3 separate regions of the Mus musculus genome follow, and regions 1 and 2 are each linked to region 3. The links are chromatin contacts, called in public targeted proximity ligation maps. All regions are on one chromosome and are shown on one strand. The core of a region is the stretch at or near the end of the contact, and the rest is flanking DNA. Distances in the headings are between cores, read along the strand shown.

Region 1 (4,219 bases), core at 1,394-3,893, 130 kb before region 3:
AATCATAACGACTGTGGTGATACGGATATTAGTGGTGGCTATAACAATGATGGTGGGATGGTGCAGTGGTTTTAATGGTGGAGGTGGTGGTGTACTCTCTCAGCCATGATATGATCCATGCCTTCTGAGTGGGTCCTGCCAAAAATATTCTCCTCGTGACAGAACCCCACTCACATGTCCAACCTGAATTTTAAAAAGATCTTGAATATTCTCTGTCCTCTGACACAAAACTGATGGCTTCAAATCCTGAGCCTCTCTGATTCCTTCACAAATATCCAACCTAGTCCTTATGTTTTTATATTCATGTCTCTATCTCTCCTATTGGATTCTTAACTCCTAGAAAGTGGAAAGTTTGCATCCTATCTTTGCATCCCTGGTACCTAGTGCAACATCAAGGCAGACACTAAACTACATGGTCAAAGAAACAGTGAATGATAAACAGTGCAAGAGACAATAAGCTTATGGAAGGGGCAATAAGTGTAAGACCGTTTGTTTATTTTTTAAAATTAGCACTATAAAAGTCCTTATATACAAAATGGGGGTGATAGGAGAGAAAGAATAGGGATGTGTGGTTTTGACACATCCACAAAATAACAGAATAGTGAGCCTAAGCCCACAGCCTGCACAAAGAATCTCTAGGACAAACAGAACAAGGACTACATTTCTTGTTCGTGATTATAAAAAACCAAGTACTAATTCAAGTTGAGAACTACCAGTGAGTTTTGAAAAATTGAAAGATATTCAATGGTAGTTGATCTAAGATTTTTTTTTCATTGTTTCAATGTACTACAACAAACAATGAAAGTCACTAATTCATGGGCGTAAGACTGAGATGTGAGCACACACACAGTTTCATTCTATGGTAGCTTATGTTATAATGGAAAGACTGAGGTCAGCAATGTTTCACAAAAATGTTCTCAGGGCACCTGCGCGTAGAAAAGCGTCTCCTTATTTCACTTTCAATGTATCACAGCAGAACGATTCTTCAAAAGAGTAAATATAAGCTATTGAAAAGAATGAACTATTCGCTGGGCATGCAGCATGATGGAAAAGTGCTTCCCTAAGAAGCTTGGAACCCCAGGCTCAGGCCTCAGTTCAGAAAGAAGAGGAAGGAATTAAAAGAGGGAAAGATGTAGAGAGGACAAAATTGGGCAACAATACACAGATCAAGGCCCCAAATTTACATAATTATTAGTCAAGAAAAAATATCAAAAAATATCAAGTCACTCTAGTTGTAAGAAATCCCACCATTGATGTCTGTACATATGGAATAGTCACTGTTTACAGGAATGCAATGCTCCACAAGCTATGTCTTGATATTATTTAATACAAAAAGTTAACTATTCTAAGAACAGGACAGTATAAAAATAGGACAAGATGATAATTTTAAAAATTTTTTTAAGAACCGAGCCTACTTGGTCGGTATGTTTTTCCATACCTGCTCCTCAATAAAATACCATTTTTCTCTTCCTCTACCGTGGTACACTTTCTTAGATTATACCACATATTGTTCCCTCTTCTCTATGCCAGAATCATTTCATAGCCCAGAAGTGAGTTTCTGCAGTATGCCAACTTCTGTCCTGCAAGGTGGGCTAGATCATCTCTTTCCCTCATTAGATCTTAAGCTTCTTTGCACTTCCCTTAATGACCCTCACAATACCTATGAAAAGCTTTGAGCAGGGTAGTCCTTAGTAATTGCTTGCCACATGGGGGTGAGGGGGGAATGAAGTAATGAATGAACAAATGAACCAGCTTTTACCCAGTGCCCCTGGAAACAGATTATTTGATATCAAAGATTAATGCTTCCCTTAGATTCAAGCTGCTGGAATCACTTAATTTCTTTGTATTTGGTCCACATGTGAAATTCCAACCAACATCAAATGAAAGTTTGATTAAACAGATCAGAAACAGCATGTGGGATAGCTGTCAATCCCCCTGAGGCAAGATGTGAGTCTGGAAACCAGAAGACCAGGACACTGCAGAGCCGAGGGCATTCAAAGGAGCCTAGGTTTTGCCTGTGCAAAAAAAAAAAAAAAAAAAAAAAAAAAAACCTAACCCAAAGTGTCCATCAACCCCCCCAAAACAAACAGCTAAGCTCAGAGCCCCATCAGTATTTGCACCTTGTCTTCCGGTTGTGACTGTCTTTGTATCCTGAGTTCCACTTCTCTGTTCATTCCTAGGCTGACTCCCCATCTTAAGGGACATGGCAACGGAGAACTCGGTGCTTTCGGGAAAAAGAAAAAAAAATTATAAGCTGAGAAGGCAAAGCTGACAGAGGAGTTTCCACTTTTGAGCTTCTTCTGGCTTCTCAGAAGCCCGTGTTGCCCTTGAAGCTAGTTTCCTAGAGTAGGGGAGGTTCCTGGGAGTCTGCAAGCCACCGCAGTTATCTGGTTAGCGATCAGAAGGTTCTTGGTGCTGCCCCAGCTGGGATTCCTTCCAAACCATGTCTGCACCACCTGTAACTCTTCACTCCACTAGCTTGCCAGAGACCATCCCAAGCCTGGGGGAATGTGGGGCGCTGCCATTCCACAAAGAACCACCAGCCAACCTTGGCTGAAGAAGGACAACCGTGTACATTGCAAAGGAGTTGGAGCTTCCAGCTAAGGGCACCTAGCCAGGCCTGGTATGCAAATCTGGGATTTGTGCCCAGGGAACCTGCCCCAACTTGCCCAGGAGAGAGCAAGGCCAGAAGAGGATGGGAAAGGTTCTCATTCTCCACCTCCCCCAAGCCCCAGCCAGCCCCAGCCAGCCCCAGCCAGCCCCAGCCAGCCCCAGCCAGCCCCAGCCAGCTCCAGCCAGCTTCACCCAGTTTCAGAAGCCTTTGAAGTTCTGGGCCAGGAGGTATGGCCAGTATAGATCTGGGGATGTTTGTTTGTTGTGAGTTGTTCTATTTTTCGGTATCTTGATCTCTAGAAGACACAAGCTTTGGAAATAGAAGTCTAGTTCAATCTTGGCCTTGTACTGGCTTTATAAGCCAAAGAAAGGTTCTCTGAACCTTTGTGTTATCTGAAATTTTTAATAACCCTAACCTAGAGAATCAAACCCTCAGCGCTGTTGAAATTTTAGTCTAGTTATTAGTTTAGGGGTAATTGGGTCCCTGCCCACTAGACACCAGAACTCTCACCCTCCCACTTATGACAGCTAAAACCAATTTCAGACACTGACAAACTATTCTCCAAGGGAAGAGACTAAATTACACCCAGCTGAGAACCAGTTACCTAACTCAATCTGTAGGTTTGTGTTGCGCACATTTTATTGTAAATCCGGAGTCCGGTTCTTATGAGCAAATGCAAGAACACTTGAGGATTCGTAATTGGTACTGCAAACTCTTCTCCCCACATTTCCCCTCTCCCCCACTGCTTCAGCACTCATCCAAATCCACAGATAGCCACTTCCAGGAGCCCTGAGCCTCTCTGGCATCAAAGTGCAGTGAGTCTGAGCACAAAGCAAGGTGCAAGTTTATCCCTCAGAAGTAGACATGAGAGACAGTAACAAGCCAGCTTCCTAGCTCTTCGATAAGCCCGAGGTGTGTTCTACTCCTTTCAGGAGTATCCAGTGAGACCACAGTGGGAACTGGCTTCCCAGTCTCACCTTCTGCTCCCCAACTTATTCCCTAGGCTTGCTTCCCAAATGCTTTCACAACATCCTCTGCCATTCATGGTTTTTAAAATAATAAACTAAGACATAAAAACTGTACCTCTTATTTCTATCAGTATTTTATTTCTCATTCACCAGGTTTCTTATTAGTTCTTAGCTGGATTGTAGGGTTTCGAAACTGTAATGTTTTGTTTTTGTCTTTTAAATTCTTATGATAAGTCAGAATAACTGATCTGCTAAAATGAGGGTCTTAACAGAGGCAGATAAGAGTCTGAAATTCTTATTTCTCAGTTTGACTTAGACCTCATCTATCCCTTTCACCCTCACCCAAAACACACACACACAAACTCACACTCATACAAAGTTGTCAGTTGTTGATTTACAGGAATAAGGATAACATGACAGCCTCTTTGAAGCATTGTTTCAAAGGAAAAACCAAAGTTTTTGTTAACAAAAAAGCATCATTTTTCTGAATCCCTAAAATGAGTTGGGCATTGAAGGTATATTCAAAATGATGCCATGGACCCTTACTGCAAGCTCTCCACTCTCTGGAGATTAATGAGCAAGCCCAAGATTACAGAAGTGTAGCAGATGCAGAAAAGGTCTACCTTCATTCACAGAG
Region 2 (4,112 bases), core at 1,423-3,922, 190 kb before region 3:
AGAATACATATGGAGGGACTCATGGCTCCAACTGCATGTGTAGCAGAGGATTGCCTTATCTGGCATCAATAGGAGGGGAGGCCCTTGGTCCAGTGGAGGCTCGACGACCAAGCTTAGGGAAATGATAGGGTGCTGAGGCGGGAGTGGGTGGGTGGGTAGGTGAGCATCCAGATAGAAGGGGGATAGGGGTTGGTGGAGGGAAAACTTGGAAGGCGCATAATATTTGAAATGTAAATAAGTAAAATAACCAATAATAAAAAAGAGTGTTCTGACCATTGGTGTCCTGCAAGGTTCAGTGTAAGGCAATGTGAACTGGGGAATAAGACAGAAGCATCCCCCACGTTCACCAAGCTTCCCAATCTGCCTGAAGATGTTTCTTCTGTCTGTCTTCCCCATTCCTCTCCCTCATCCCCTCCTCCCTTCCTTCTGATCTATTCTTCTTATTTTAAAGGAGTGACTTCCTTAAGTTCCAGTAAAAACCCATCATCTATTTCCTAGAGAGCAAACTTCTGCTCCACCCCCTCAGAGACCCCAACATTGCTCCTCTTCATGGCTCAACATAGAATGTATAGAATGAAGGGATAAGCTATTGGCTCTTCAAAAATTACAAAGAATTCTCAGTAGTTATAAGATGACGTAGTTACGAAGACAATACTCAAGTGTTAGCTTCCCTTAATCTCTATAACATGGATTATTAATATATATTTAATGTATCTACACACACACACACACTTGTTCTCTTGATGTCTGCAGAATATATATTAATACTTAAAATGTTAGAACTTTATACTCTTGCGCTGGTTACTCTTTCATCATCTTGACACAAACGAGTCATTTTAGAAGAGGAAACCACAACTGAGAAAATGCTCTCCCATCAGACTGGCCTGTAAGCAAACCTGTTGGTTTGCTTGATGGCTGGACCATTGGTGTGGAAGGGAACAGCCCACGGTGGACAGTGTGGAGTATTTAGTAAGGAATCTGAGGAAAGCTGGGATAGCCAGCCAGTAAAGAACATGCCTCCATGGCCTCTGCTTCAGATCCTCCCTCCCTCCCTCCCTCCCTCTGGGCTTCCCATCCTGATGGAATTGTAAGCTGTGAGGTAAACTAAGCCCCTCCCTCCTCCGAGTTGCCTTCAGTCATGGTGTCCTTATCACAGCAACAGAAAGCAAGCTGAGGCAATGCTCAAGAGCACTGTTCAATAACAAAAATGGACTTTCCAATGCACATCCAGCCACAATCAATGAGATTAGGAGCTAGACCTTAACATCTGTGAGCCCCCACGAAAGGGATGCTGCGTGGGGACCACCTTAAAACTCTACTCGAAACTACAAGTGAGATCCTGAAACCTACCAAACTACAGAGCTCTCAAAGAATTGTTAAAAGACTACAAGTGCAAACATTTTTAAATAAAGGTCAGATGATCCTAAAATACTCTGTTCTTCCTAACGGTATTGTTCAGCTGGAGACTAGAGTCATCGTGCCTATTGTGCCTTTCCTAGAAGTGGGAGCTAGCTTTTCACAGTTAAATAATTCATTTCACAAGGAGCCCCCAAAGACACTCCAGTTAGTATTTAGGTGAAGGATGTGCGACGTCACCCTCAGCTGCTTTGTCTGGACCGTTTACACAGGGCTCCCTCAGCGAAGTCCAGTCCTCTTGGTGTCCAGGCCAGCGGCAAGCTACAGAATCATGCACTCTGCTTAACTATGATATAATAGTCCATGTAAAAACCCTCATTTTTCAAAATGGCTGCTGTAAAATAACACATTTAAAATCAGAAATGCCATATTAACAACTTAGTAAATAAATAAATAGATAAATCCCACTAAAACTGTCACAACAAGAAGGAGGTCTCAAGGAGACTATGCCTCATGAGCTCATTAAAATATATTTTTTCTCATCTGCATATATAGATATATGAAGTTGAGTAAAAGAATTAGATCCACTGAGTTTCAGTAATTTAAATGAAATGTATAGACTTTAACATATAGCAGAAATGTTTTCTTGATTTTTACTTTTTAATGAAGGGCTGCTTGAAGCCATTTTATATATAGAATATGTCAAGCATATTTTTTCCAGAGATTGTGTTTGAATAAAGAACATAGCATGTCACAGAAGTATTGCAAGCACACCCCTTTGGTTTTTATATTTTTATTTTGTATTATATTTTTATTTTGTATTATATTTTTATTTATCACTTATAATATTATAAATGATATTATAATATTATTTATATTATATAGTTATAGTATGGCTTTATATGGAAGTCTAAGCATCCATGAACACAAAATATGCCTTATTGTACAAATGTCACTATTGTCCATATCAAAGAATCAGCTGAGAGTTTTCAGAATTGGACCTGGATCTGATAGTGAGAAACTGAAAAGTAATTTGGATTGGGAAAAAAGAAAATTACTCCGAACTACTCAGAGTCACTCCAAATAAAAATGTTATATGAAACCGGCTTGTGTTGGCCTAGGTGAGCAAGTTTACACTTTGGTTGTTAATATTAACCGTTAATCTCAGGGCTTTAACACAGAAAGACTCGTTTCTCAGTCTCCGTTAGACCAAGGATACAGTCTGCTTGCATTTTATAGCTGTGAATCCAGGAACACATCATTTCCCATGCTACAGCAGAGAGTGCAGGGTAGGTTACTCATCAGCTCCTAAGTGCTTCAGCCTGCTGGCCAGGGGTGTAGGAGAACCACCTCGAGATAACCTGTCTTAGCACAAGCTAGAGCCTCCCTCTACCATGTCAGTGCTTCAGAAGCTAAAGGATAGACCCGCCATTCACAGAGAGTTCTCACCAGGCTCCTTCAAGACTCCGATTCCCACATCAACGCTCATTGCCACAACAAAAAATCCTAAAGCCTTGTGACCATTTGTGGGGTGATTTACCCCCATAAAGAGCACACACCAATGTTTTCCCTGCTGGAGGACAGGGTTCTGTATGGACACATTTCATAGCTCCAGGAGGACCTGGTTAGGCAGCCACCAGCTTTGAGTGCTCACTGTGGTCAAAGGAGTTTTGTTCTTTCCCACACAGAGTTTGCTTTGTGTCACTGCATTCTATTTTAGGACATGGGTGTGCTTACATTAAATTGATGATTCTCTCTAGAAAGAACACATGGAATGTGTAATGCTGCTTTCGTTCTTAACAGCTTCCGTGAAATAAGGCTGCTGGATCCCCTACTATTCCCAGAAAAAAAGGGGGGGGGGAGGGTAGATTATTCTGGGCTTTAGATCTTCCTTGTTTTGTTTAAGCTCTCTCTCTCTCTCTCTCTCTCTCTCTCTCTCTCTCTCTCTCTCTCTTCTCTCTCTCTGCCATGAAAAAAATCTCCATATAACATTTTCCAAAAGGGTTAGCCAAGAACACATCCGAAACAGGAAGTGTTGCATGTGTTACCATTTAGCATGGATATATCACTTAAACATACCAGCATTATAGAGTGCTTCCCCCAGCAGTGTAAGCTCCTGCCCAGGGTGCTGGACAAGTGTCCAGGGTTCTTTTCCTTCTCCTGAGCACCTCCATGTTGCAACCTTGATGGAGTTCCACAAAGAACTCAGGAAGGGATGGACAGAGGTGACAGGCGCAAACCCGTTTTCTTGGAGAAAAAGCAGGGTAAGAGTGTGTGTATTGAACAGTGAGGTGCGAGTAATTAGAGATCTATTTCTATGAAATATCACTTATGGGGACATTAACTCCATTCTGAGGGTTTGTAAAAGCTGTAAGTAGGACTAAGAATGTATGCTTGCCTTGTATGTATATAAAACCCTGGTTTCAGTCCCTAGCATCTCACAAATCAATTGTGGTATTATTCACCTTTAGTTCTAGCACATTAATTCTTATGGATGTTTAATTCATAAGTTGTGAGTAGGATGACCAGCTGTTCAAGGTCTTCCCTGCCAAATAGCCAGATACATGAGATAAAACGTTGTCTTAAAAAAAAAAAAAAAAAAAAAAAAAAACCTGTACATGCAGATCTTACCCTGGTTGTTCTGATAATGCGTCAGTCGGTCTTCTTAGTAGAGGACTACTAGGGAGTGGTGGATGGATGGAGAAGGATGGGTACGAGAGGGAGGTAGAGACCATAGATGTGATAAAGCATGCAAT
Region 3 (4,425 bases), core at 355-2,854:
ATATAATCTTGAATTTCATACAGAAACATGAACACCCAACAGAGCCAAATGAACTGCTAGACGTATTATTATCCCAGATACCAAGTTTATGCTACCAAGCTGTGGTGATTAAAAACAGCGTGTCACTAGCATTAAAAACAAAATCATTGATCGAAAGAATAGGACTGAGGTCATACCTATAAGTCTGCACTCTTACAGCCAGCTGAGTTTTGACAGAGAGGTCAATAATACACATTAGCAAAAACTATAGCGTCTTCAGCAAACGGTGCTGGTTAACCTGAAGAGCTATACGGTAGAGAAGTGAAACCAGACTCTTATTTCTCATTGTGCACAAAACAAGGACATCAAGACCTTAACCTAAGACCTGATGCTGTAAATCTGATAAAGGGGAAAGCAGGCAGTTTGCACACAGAGAGCACTTTCTGAGCAGGACTAACAATTGACAAGTAGTTATCAGGAAAATTCAAATGAAAAATTTCTTGGAATTTCATCTTACCGCAATCGGGATGACTAAGATAAAGAACTAAAAAAAACAAAACAGCATGCACACACACACAAATGCTGGTGTGGGTGGATATAGGGAAAGGGAACACTTATTCACTGCTAATGGGAATGTAAATTGGCACAGCCCCTATGGAAATCAGTGCGGAAGTTGCTCAAAACGCTAGAAACAGATCTACCATATGATCCAGGTATACCACTCTTGGATAACTATAGATACCCAAGGGACTCCATATCCTACTATAGAAGTATTTGCTCGTCCCTGTTCATCACAATAGCTATGAAATGGAAACAGCCTAGATGTCTATCACCTGATAGACGGTGAAAATGTGCACATTTACACAATGGAATATTATTCAGGTGTTAAGAAAAATGAAATTTGAGGTAAATGGATGGAGACAATTATTCTGAGTAACGTATCCTGAACCCAAGAAGACAAACTGTATGCTTTCTCTCATTTGTGGATGTAAGGGTTGAATTTTCAGATACGTGTTTCATTTGGGATACTCAACGAGGCCATGGAATTATCAAGGATTAAAAAAAAACAGAAGAAGAAGGGTAAATGGGGTAGGGGAGGGAAGGGCAGAGTAGAGGAGGGAGCACAGGAGGAAGGACAGACACTAAAGATATCACATGGGAACTATTGGAGACGTTTCCCACCCTAGCTTTGAACCTTCACAGTGACTTAAACTCCCTGGTTCCTGTGGGGCTCCACAGTCTCATTGCCCCAGTCTGGTCCTGTTGCACCGAAACTATCAGAAATTCCATGAATTTTGCGGAATGTCGTTGGCCCCATTCTTCAGTTTCAAAACAAGTAAGTTTGGGTTATTTTGCTTTTATGCCTCCTGGTCATATTAATTCTGAGAAAAGCCTCAGCAGCTCATACGCACATTAGCTAGCATCCTTCCAGGAAGTCCGTGGCAGCTGACTTAGTTCTCCTAACTGGGCTTCACTCATCTCCCAACATTCTTATAAAGATGGTGACTATAAATATATTAAAAAATAAACACTTTCAAATTAAAAACAGCTTATGTTCTGGTGCGTGCTAGATAGCATTCCCCTGGTCCTAGTTTGACTCATCCATTTACTGTTAATAAGAATGTTTCAAATTCTAATGCCAACAAAATGTGGTATACCTACAAAAGTTACATTTTCTTGAGTCATGAAAAGGAATGAAGTACAACGCATGAAACTTTAAAACAAGTGGAAGAAGGCAGATACAAAAAGCCAAATTTGTATGATTCTATTTATATGAAATGTTCAAAATATAAAATTTATATGTAAATATAAATCTACAGTAAATTATTGGTTTCCAGGGTGGTGAAGGAGAGTAGTGGTGACAACTCATGCACAGAGAATGTCAATGTTTTGAAATTAGAAAGGAGTGGTGACTGTACCATGCTCTAACTACACATTAAATATATTGAATATATAACTATATATTACAACTCCATAAAAAAAGTATAGTGACATCTTCCTGGGGCTTAAGACCTGATGACAAATTTCAAGTCATATTTATACAGAAACTACCACATTGATGGTTATACAGAAGATATCACTTCCTAAACTTACCAAATCTATAGTTTTTTGTTCCAATAATGAAACTAATATATTATAAAATGGTCAAAGAAAATGGAGTTCTGAAATGTATGTAATATTATCCTTTGTCAAAAAGAAAAAAATTTGCATGATCATAAAATACCTTTAGGCAATACATAAAAATTGATAACAGTAGTTGTCTCAAATGTATAACAAGATGATGGGGCCTTTTGGCTGTGTGCTCTGATTTTAAATGATAATCAAAGTGCTTCTATAGTAACTTGAAATTATATTAATATCGTATTACAACATAATTCAGACTTATAATAAATGCTCTCTCCAACTACAATTGTGGATATGTCTATTTTTATCGTCAGTTCTAGTAACCTTTTTCATATAGTTGATACTCTGCTATTAGATATATGCACATTAAAAGTAGCTATGGCTTCTTATAACCCTTTACCGTTAAGATCTCCTTAAGCCTTTTAACATTCCTTGGTTTTAACTATATGGCACTTCAGCTTTCTGTTTCACAGTTACATAGTATTGCTTTCTCATTCTTTCCTTCTGAACCCTTCTGCATTTTTATGAGAGTGTGTTTGTGTGTGCTGGGATCCTTTAGTAGATCAGTAAGGGCTCTTAACCTCCTTTCATCCTGCTCTCTGGATTTCTATATAAAAAGTCAATTGTAGATAGCATATAATTATGGTTTTCTCTTTCTCCAATCAGATACTTGTTGCCTTTTAATTGGATGTTTAAAAACACTTATTCTTAGTCTTTTATTGACATGATCAAACTTTAAATGACCTCATTAGCATTGTTTCATGCTTTATGCTTCCCTTTTTTTTCCCCTGACTGTGGTATTTTTTAATCATTACATTTACTTTCACTAGTAATTTAATTGCTATGACTTCTTGTTCTCAATGTAGTGTTGTTTTTAGGACTTGCAAATTACATTTTTTAAAAAAAATCATAGTTATCTACAAGTCTTATATCACCTCAAATACAGTGTAAGCACTTTACAACTGTATAGCTTATAGCCTCTGCCCATTTTTGTATCACTGCACTAATTATAAATGTCATAAATTTCATAGCACATCATCACCAAATACTCACTAATCAATATTTAATTTTCTATGTAAAATTTGGCGGTCATACTACTGAGATAATAGATCAAATCAAGGCACAGATGTTTATTAGAGCATTTATTAAAATATTTGTGTGCTGCACATGCCTGTGCACACAGAGACACCAGAAAAGTATCAGGTGTCTTCCTGCATAACTCTACATCTCGTTCCTCTGAGGCAGAGTCTCTCCCTGAACCAAGACCTCATGGTTTTGTTTTCAGTTTTGTTTTTTCTAGGCTGGCAGCCAATGAGCACTCTGATCTTCCTGTCTCTGTCACCATGAATGCTGGTGTTACAGGGACACAGAAGACCATGTCCAGCCTCTACTTGGGTGAGAGGCTCATGTAGCCCTTAGTGGCATGCCCCTACCTACTGAGCCATGTCTCCACAATGAAGTATTTTCTAAATGAGATTCACATATATACCAGAGTACCTTAAGCAAACTGCTTGCCATGGTGAGGGTGTGATTCAGACAGTTAAGACCTTAGTAGGACAAAAGAGAAAATCTTGCCCAGAAGGAATTCTGCCAGCTTTTGAGTATGATGGTTATTTTATGTGGCAAGGCCACTGGGTCACGGATGTCCAAATATTTGGTTAGACATTGTTCTCAGAGTGTCTGTGGGCATGTTTCTGGGTGGTATTAATGGCTGAATGGTGGTCTGGCTGCTCTAATATGAGTGAAACTCACAATCTGTCCAAGGCCTGAAAAGAATAAAAAGAATTCTGCTGGGTGTGGTAAGTTACGTCTCTAAGTCCTAGCACTCAGAAGGCCGAGGCAGGGTATGAGGACAGCCTGGGCTACATAGTGAAAGTCTGTCTTACAAAAACAATACAAACACAAAAGCAATATGTGTGTGGGTACATATTACATCCCCAAAGAGAAAGAGTTCTGTATTAGCTTTTGAATTTTTGTTTGCTTGGTTTTGTTTTTATTGTTATTTATTTGTGGTTTGGTTTTGGTTGGTTGGTTTTGCTTTTTTATTTTTGTTTGTTTGTTTGTTTGTTTGTGAGGATCCTTCTACATAGCTCTGTCACTATGTAGACCAGGCTGTTCTTGAACTCATGGAGATCCACCTGCCTTTGCTTCCCAAGTGCTGGGATTAAAGGCGTATGTCACCATACCTGGCCCTTGGTTTTGTTTTTAATAATGGAGAAGTCATACTGCCCGTTCCAAGCTGGGATGATGGTCTGTCTTTAAAATAGAACTTATGCTATCAGCTTTCCTTTTATGGTTTGCCAGTCTACCTGGTGGTCTCCC

Evidence for each region.
Region 1: a contact with region 3 is called in a targeted proximity ligation map of embryonic fibroblasts, with 8 read pairs. A contact is called at or near these places in 2 of 484 Hi-C or Micro-C datasets (embryonic stem cells and nephron progenitors), 4 of 130 datasets of targeted methods (the NIH/3T3 cell line, embryonic fibroblasts and embryonic stem cells) and 1 of 9 other capture datasets (embryonic stem cells).
Region 2: a targeted proximity ligation map of the NIH/3T3 cell line shows a contact between it and region 3, with 19 read pairs. A contact is called at or near these places in 3 of 484 Hi-C or Micro-C datasets (B cells, bone marrow-derived macrophages and embryonic stem cells) and 2 of 130 datasets of targeted methods (the NIH/3T3 cell line and embryonic fibroblasts).

The regions. Positions count from the first base shown.
Region 1 is chr19:32,973,350-32,977,568 of GRCm38.p6, reverse strand. Gm36914 (a long non-coding RNA gene) reads right to left here. Exons shown (of 4, transcript XR_877816.2): 3 at 2,121-2,224; 4 at 1,946-2,015. Gm36860 (a long non-coding RNA gene) reads left to right here. Exons shown (of 3, transcript XR_877814.3): 2 at 2,181-4,219. Among named protein-coding and RNA genes, the nearest start is that of Gm36860, 4.9 kb to the left of the region's middle.
Region 2 is chr19:33,029,206-33,033,317 of GRCm38.p6, reverse strand. No RefSeq gene overlaps it. Among named protein-coding and RNA genes, the nearest start is that of Gm41835, 44 kb to the left of the region's middle.
Region 3 is chr19:32,837,675-32,842,099 of GRCm38.p6, reverse strand. No RefSeq gene overlaps it. Among named protein-coding and RNA genes, the nearest start is that of Pten, 82 kb to the right of the region's middle.